Regions from separate parts of the Zea mays genome. Here region 2 is linked to region 1. A link is a contact called in public Hi-C data. All regions are on one chromosome and are shown on one strand. Each heading gives the region's core, a stretch centred on a gene start, on an enhancer-like site or on the middle of the called end of the contact. The rest is flanking DNA. Distances are from core to core; before and after follow the strand shown. Region 1 holds the start of LOC100125659 (ABC transporter C family MRP4). Region 2 holds the start of LOC100272791 (Phosphatidylinositol N-acetyglucosaminlytransferase subunit P-related).

The links. Hi-C and Micro-C count contacts between places; a contact is called where the count stands out from the background.
Region 2: a contact with region 1 is called in a Hi-C map of bundle sheath, with 1.8 times the contacts expected there. The contact joins the promoter of LOC100272791 here to the promoter of LOC100125659 in region 1. A contact is called at or near these places in 7 of 25 Hi-C or Micro-C datasets (bundle sheath, ear, endosperm and 3 more).

What each region holds. Positions count from the first base shown.
Region 1 is chr1:9,287,340-9,290,686 of Zm-B73-REFERENCE-NAM-5.0, forward strand. It overlaps LOC100125659 (ABC transporter C family MRP4), which reads right to left and starts at 1,668. Exons shown (of 11, transcript NM_001112590.1): 1 at 1-1,668. The coding sequence starts at 1,425.
Region 2 is chr1:9,422,157-9,425,503 of Zm-B73-REFERENCE-NAM-5.0, forward strand. It overlaps LOC100272791 (Phosphatidylinositol N-acetyglucosaminlytransferase subunit P-related), which reads left to right and starts at 1,636. Exons shown (of 7, transcript NM_001360113.1): 1 at 1,636-1,754; 2 at 1,867-2,060; 3 at 2,230-2,373; 4 at 2,513-2,565; 5 at 2,693-3,347. The coding sequence starts at 2,316.

The DNA of each region.
Region 1 (3,347 bases), core at 418-2,917:
CAGCTTTGCCACAGGAACAGAGGCTGCGATCGATAGCACAGTTGCTACCAATGTTGAAACCATGGCGATCCCGACGTTCTTGTACAGGATGGCGAGAGCAAGAATGATCTGCAGGGGAAGCATCCAGATGTCATGGAAATACCATGCATAGTCCCCCACACGCTGCACATCGACGGCCATGTAATTCACAATCTCACCACTCGTGTGGCTCTGCCGTGAGGCGTTTGACAGTCGGAGACCCTTCCTATACACCATGGCAGTGAGGCCAGACTTGACATGGATCCCCATGATGTCCACACCCAAGTACCACTGTCGGGCAGTGAGTGTCTCAAGCAGTTTTGCTACAAAAAATATAGAGGCAAGGATGTAACCTTCATGGGGGAAAGCAATGTTGCCACTGAGGTAGTCCACAAAATAGCTGATCAAGTAAGGTCCAACATACGACACAATCGTGTTGACAGCAGCAAATGTGCCATTGACCGCGGCCTCTCGCCAGAATGACTTGAGTATTGCCCATGTGAGTGATGGCTCCCTGCCAGGGTATTCTAGCCGCTGGCGCTCGTAGTGAGCGCTCATCGCCTTATAGCATGACTTTGCACGGTCCTTGTGCGCCAGCAAGGGTATGTCAGCCAACTCAAGTGGCCGCTGCGCACCAACAGAGAGCAACGGACTAAGCCATGACAATGTTGCAAGGCTGAGGATCCCAGCATCAGCGTAGGGAGTGACCCTCAGACAGCCGAGCTCCTCCTCTGCCTCTCTGCGCTGCCTGCCGAGCAGCAGCGGCTCATGCAGGCCGTTGCCATCCTCCGTAAACTCCAATTCCAAACCGGTGGAACCCATGACACCAACCAAGCACAGGAAGCCCAGGGCCGGCACGGACGCGAAGTTGGCAACCATGTGCGCGTAATCCACAGCGCGCGCGCCCTGGCCTATCAGGCGCCTGGAGTCGTCGTACGCAATGACAACGCAGAGCGCGAAGGAGACCACCCACCAGAGCCGCACCAGCGCAGGGAACCTGGCCCAGCCGACGGCGCGGGCCTGAAGCGCGAGCGCCAGCAGCGCGGCCCAGGACACCGCCTGCACGGCCGGCAGCAGCAGCGCCCGCGCCGAGACGCGCGAGCCGGCGACGGCCACCTCGTAGCTCAGCACGGCGACCTGCGAGAGCAGGGCGTAGGCGCAGGACGCCAGCACGGCCCTGTGCCAGGCGCCGGCAGTCGCCGCCGCGAGGGCGCCGCCGGCGCCGTCGCCCACGACGACGGCGGGGCCCCCGCGGCGGCGCGGCGCCTTGAGGCATGACGCGCAGCGGGAGGCGAGCGCGCGCGCGGCGCGGAGGAGGAGCAGGAGTGCGGCGAGCGCGAGCAGCGCGGCGTGGGCGGTGGCGGCAACGGCCTCCGGGAGCGGGAGGGAGGGGAAGGAGGGCGGCATTGGGAGGCGGTGGGGATCAGTGAGGGAGCGGGGAGGGGTTTAAAAGGCATTGGGGTTGGGCTCGCCACGGCAGGCACTGGGGCAGGGAGTGCGGCCGCGGGCGAGAGAGAGGGAAAAAGGAAGAGCTTTGGGCGGCGGATTACGGCATCGGCGGATGGCAACAAAGGAGGCGTTTTGGCGGTAGCAGCAGGCGGGCGGGCAGAGACGCTCGCCTGCGCCTGGTTCGAGGAGGGGAGAGAGAGGCTCGCCTGGGATGGGATTCCGGCTAATGCAGCCCGGGTCCGGGCGGGTTACGTCTCTGATCCCCTCACCAAACTCTCTCCTTGGTTCCTGCGTCCTTCTCGAGTCACCTCCGCGCGGCCGGCCGTGGGGGCGGCGGCGCGGGTGTGTGTGTGGTAGCAGGTGGCGTGCGGAGGGAGGTTTCGGTTTCGGCTTCGGCTTTTGGGGGATGGATCGGCGGGTGGGGGGTGTGGTGGGGGGAGAGGAAGACGATGCGGTGAGAGGCAGGAGAGAGAGAGAGGTTATGGGCGTGCTAGTACGGAGACGGAGTAGTAGCAGTGAATTTCCGTTTTCCCTTTTCCTCCTCTCCTGTTGTGTTGTGTCCACTCCACACCACTGCCTGGTTTCGGTCGGCTTGCAAACAGATGGAACGGCGATTGATGGTTTTTATAGAGGAGGAGAGTTCGTAGCCGGCTTTGCCTTCCGGCTACTACCATGACGTGCATGCCGCATTAAATTTTTATTATACAGGATTAATATGTTTTTATTGTCTATACATGAAAACAAATACTCCCTCCGTTCCATAAAACACGAGGCGTATATTCTTTTGATAAAGTATTTACTGTGAAATAGAACATCAATAAAAACAAATCAAGTATTACGTTAAAGTATTTTTAGTATAAATTCAGGTATACAACATACATACACTAAAAATATATGTTTTTTTCTGAACTGTTGGTCAAAATTTTAAAACGTTGATTTTGTTTCTGAAAACATACACACATTATCTTATGAGATTGAGGCTTATATCGAGCGGAGCACAAGATTGTTGTGCGCGTATTTGCGGAGGTCGCAGAATATCCGCCTTTATTTACCATTTATTACAAAAGGCTTTATTTTTATGGACATCTTTCTTTGTACTACTAATAAAAGGGAGGCGTTCTGAGGAGGAGGCGACAGGGATAACGTGCAGCGAGTGGGGGGAAAAGCGATCGCTTCGTACGCAGGAGGGAACACGACAGTGTCACAGATGTGTCGTCTGTGTGTACGCGGGCGCGCGCTGGCGCTGTGCTGTAATCCAGTTCAGACAGCCTCAGAAACTGAACTGAACCCGCTGCTCAGTTGAGACAATGCTTCTGCGTTTTCGCTTTGAGTATTGTCATGAACAAAGAACCTGGACTCCGTGCACCTAAAAATTCTTCTTGGCGTCCGCGGACTGACTGGAACCGCCTGGCCGGGATACCGGGTACGCGTGGCAATGATTGTTGAGCCGACGCAGGCACGGTTGGCGTTGCGTCCGTCTGGGGCCGAACAGTCACGGTGGTGGTGGTGGTACTTGCGAAACGTTGGATCGATCACGTCCTACCATCCTAGAAACAGATGGCACACGGGTGATAAAAAAAAGACAGGGGGGTTAGTGTTACGGCCGGAAAGGCGCCTTTTTTCCCCTCTGGTCTGACGAGATGCCGGAAAGCCAGCAGAAAGATGCCGCCCCGGCCTCGCCGTCTCCGTCCCGGCGAGCGAGGGCGAGAGAGAGAGAGAGGCGCGATGCGGACAACACAACGGAACAAGCAAACAAACGCGGAAAACGCCGTGCAGCAGCAGCGGACCACCGCACCGCCAGTCGCCAGATCGAGCGGCGTGGTGGTAGGTCTGCCGCGACGTGGCACATGCATGCGCGCCGGCTGCGGGCGTAGGCTGCC
Region 2 (3,347 bases), core at 386-2,885, 130 kb after region 1:
AGAGGAGCCGCTTCCGCAGTGGGTCGCAGACCGTCCACGCTACTGCGAGGAGCATCGCCAAGTGATTCATCCAAGATCATTTTTTTTTTCGATGGTGTAACAAAAAACGGGAAAAGGTAGAAGGTAGGTGAATTCAAGGAGCCCGTGCTTATTTTTTTTTCGCCCTGACATATCTGGAGGGGCGGGCCCAAAAAGCAAAAAGTGAGCGCTCGGAGTCGGAGCTGCGGCACTCTGCAAAAAGATGGGTCTGGCCGGGCCGTCCGGGTCTGCACAGGCAGCGCTGCTGCTGTCTCGCTGGCTCCGCTGCAAGCCTGCAACGGCGGAACGGAGGCACGCAGCAAGGAAACAGAGAGCCCCAGTCCCAGCGTAGGAGTATAGTAGTCGACACAGGCGAAAAGGCTCTGTGCAGCCTCAGTGCAGCCAGCGACCGCCGACCGGGCATGCCAACACACGCTGACCTGACACACATTATATGTACGAACATGCAGCCAGCAGCAGGCAGCCGCGAATTTGAACGCATCGGTTCCTGCGCTCAGCACACCGGCGAGCAACGCGGCAACAGTGCAAAACTGTGCACGCGCAATGCAACACAACGCACTGTCGCGGGCTCGCGGCGCCGCCCGTGCACACAGTGTGCTCGAACTTTTTCCAGTTGCAGTGAGGGCCGAGGAGATTGATTTGCAGCGCATGTAGCATTGCAGCCCATGCTCATGCTCGTCCGTCCCATTCCCATAGTGGCGTAGTGCACTGCGCTCCGCTCATGCTCTGCTGCGTCCACGACGGCCTCTCCTTGCCTTGTCTCTCACGTAGGAGTACAGCAGGGACGGGTCGGAGAAAGACGTTTTTGTATTGTAGTGTTTTGTTTTAATTTGTTTTGCTTTTGTGACGGTGGCATCGTGCTGCTGCTACTAGTGGTAGTAGGAGTAGAGGCCAGCGATTAGCCAACAACCATGGAGGCTTGGCGGCTTCGCTTACATTAATAATTTAATATATACAGATGGGCTACGTACTACCAGACGACGCGCAAGCGCAACACGCCGGTTGCGTTGCATTTCGTAGATGGCATCGTTCTCGTAGTCGTGGAGACGTATGCGAGACGGAGACAAGGCCGATCCGGATCGCTAACCTGCCACTGCCAGCCAAACACCTCGTCGGATCCTTACGAATCGGGACCGCGGTGTGTCGATATAACTAGTACAGTGACATTTCACAACACTCTCCTCTCTTGTCTCTTTTTTTTTGGTAATTTCTTTCCCCCAAGATCCCTACTGTTGAAAGAGACGGTGTCCTGCCTCCGTCGACGGTGGCCGTCACACGTGGTCGAATTTTACACGTTGTTTGGACCGTTGCTCTCTGGCTACGCTACAGCGACGTCATCTATAGCAAACAGCACCTCCTATACGCTCCAGAGTACACTACCACTACCGCATCCAACGGCCACCTGCAATGGCGAAGCGACGGACGGTAACTAAGTTCATTTTTTTTATTTCAAGTTTTAACACCACCCCTCCCCCGCGCCGTTAATAATCGTGCAATCAAGTCACGGCCCGCTCTCTCCCCCCATCCCTTCCCATCCTTCCGCTACGATACAAAAGCTCGAGAACCCACGCACGCGCGCACCCCCCACCCACCCCACGTCTCGCTTCTCCCCACCCCGCCCGCTACAGCGCCGGTGGGGGGCCCCCGCGGCTGCCGGCGACCGGTCGCCGCCGCCGAGGCCGTCCTCGCCGCCCCGACATTCTCCAGCTGGTGCGGTGCGGCCCTCGCCTCTCCTCCAGTCCTCTCGGCCCTTTTGTTTCCTTTTTTCTTCCCTGGCTCTCGTACGTGCTTGCTGGAGCGCGCTTGATCCGGTTTCCTTGCGCGCAGTTCTCGTTCCTGGCTTCCGGCCTTGGCTGGCCTCCTCCCCGCGGAACTGAGGCGAATTGGCGCGGGAGGGCACGGGATCTTGCCGTCCTGTCCTGGCGTCTCCTGCCGCACCGCGTTTGGGCAACTTTTTTTTGTCGGCGAAAAAAGAATACATGAAAACGCCGCCTTTTGCTCGGGGCGCTTCACGGGCCTCCGTGCGTTTTGAAAATTCTCTTCCGTTCCACCTACACTCTTTTTCCTCAGCTCGATCTGCACCCTCGTTTTTTCACTTCCGTTTCGATTGCCCCTTCGCCGCTCTGTTCTTTGATTTAATAAAGTGCGAGTCCTTTATCTCTCTTAACTTTGGTTTTTTCTCTCTATCAGGCAGCATTAGCCATGGTTTAGCGGAGGCGATTCTCCTTGCAGGCTTGCAGCTGTTTCCGGGGTGGTGGATTTTCAAGGAATAAAGAATGATCAACCTCTTCGAATTGAGCGTTGGAGCCAGCGCCAAGGTCTCCTCAAGAGATGGTATTATTGCGCAACTGCCGGGCTGAGTGACAATGATTTTGCTTCCATCAGTTGCCCACATGATTGCCTACGCGATCATTCTTCCGTCAGGAAGATAAGGGATGGCCCTAATTATGGATCTTTTATCTTCTCCTCGCAGGCTCTCCGGTGAGAGGAACTCAGTCGGAGCGGAAGGAGTACGCCGGATCAAAGGCGGTGAGTGGCCCCGAATTTTTTTTTACTGCCTCTGGTTTTTACCGGCCAGCCATGTGCCTGTCAGTGCTTCATTTCCTGCCGAATGTTTACTGCCTGCTGATCGCAGCATGATCTATGTCGGCAGTTGACTGGCAGCACGAGGAGGAGCTCGTCGGATAGATCGGGCGGTACGCCCATGAAAATGCTGATAGCTCAGGAAATGGCCAAGGAGGGGGACGCGAATCAGAAGACCACTAACGTTGTGGCGAGGCTGATGGGGCTTGACGATAATGTGGATCTTGCTAAGCCTGTCGTGCCCCCAAACAGGAGGAGTTTCCCGGACGGCCATTTATCTGCTACACTGGCAAGAGTAAACAACCAAATTCCATTTGAGAAGCACACGAGTTCCGCCGAAGATGTGGAGTACAAGGATGTCTACGAAGTTGGGTACCAGCCACCAAGAGGTGATGAATATCCAAGGAGGAGGAGGCCGAGTGAAGATCATGACAAGAGAAGGATGGATCTTGTCCGCCAGAAGTTTGTTGAAGCAAAGCGGCTTGCGTCACATGATAATATCCTCCAGTCGAAGGAATTCCACGATGCTCTTGAGGTTCTGAATTCAAACAAAGATCTGTTTCTCAAATTTCTCGAAGAACCTAACTCTCTCTTTGCGAAGCAGTCTGGGGGACTCGGTTCTGCACCAACATCACCTCAGAGAAAGCACATTACTGTGTTGAAGCCCTCGAAATCAGTGGAGATGAAGGGTGACAAAGCAATTAGAAGGCAGACAAACCATGCAG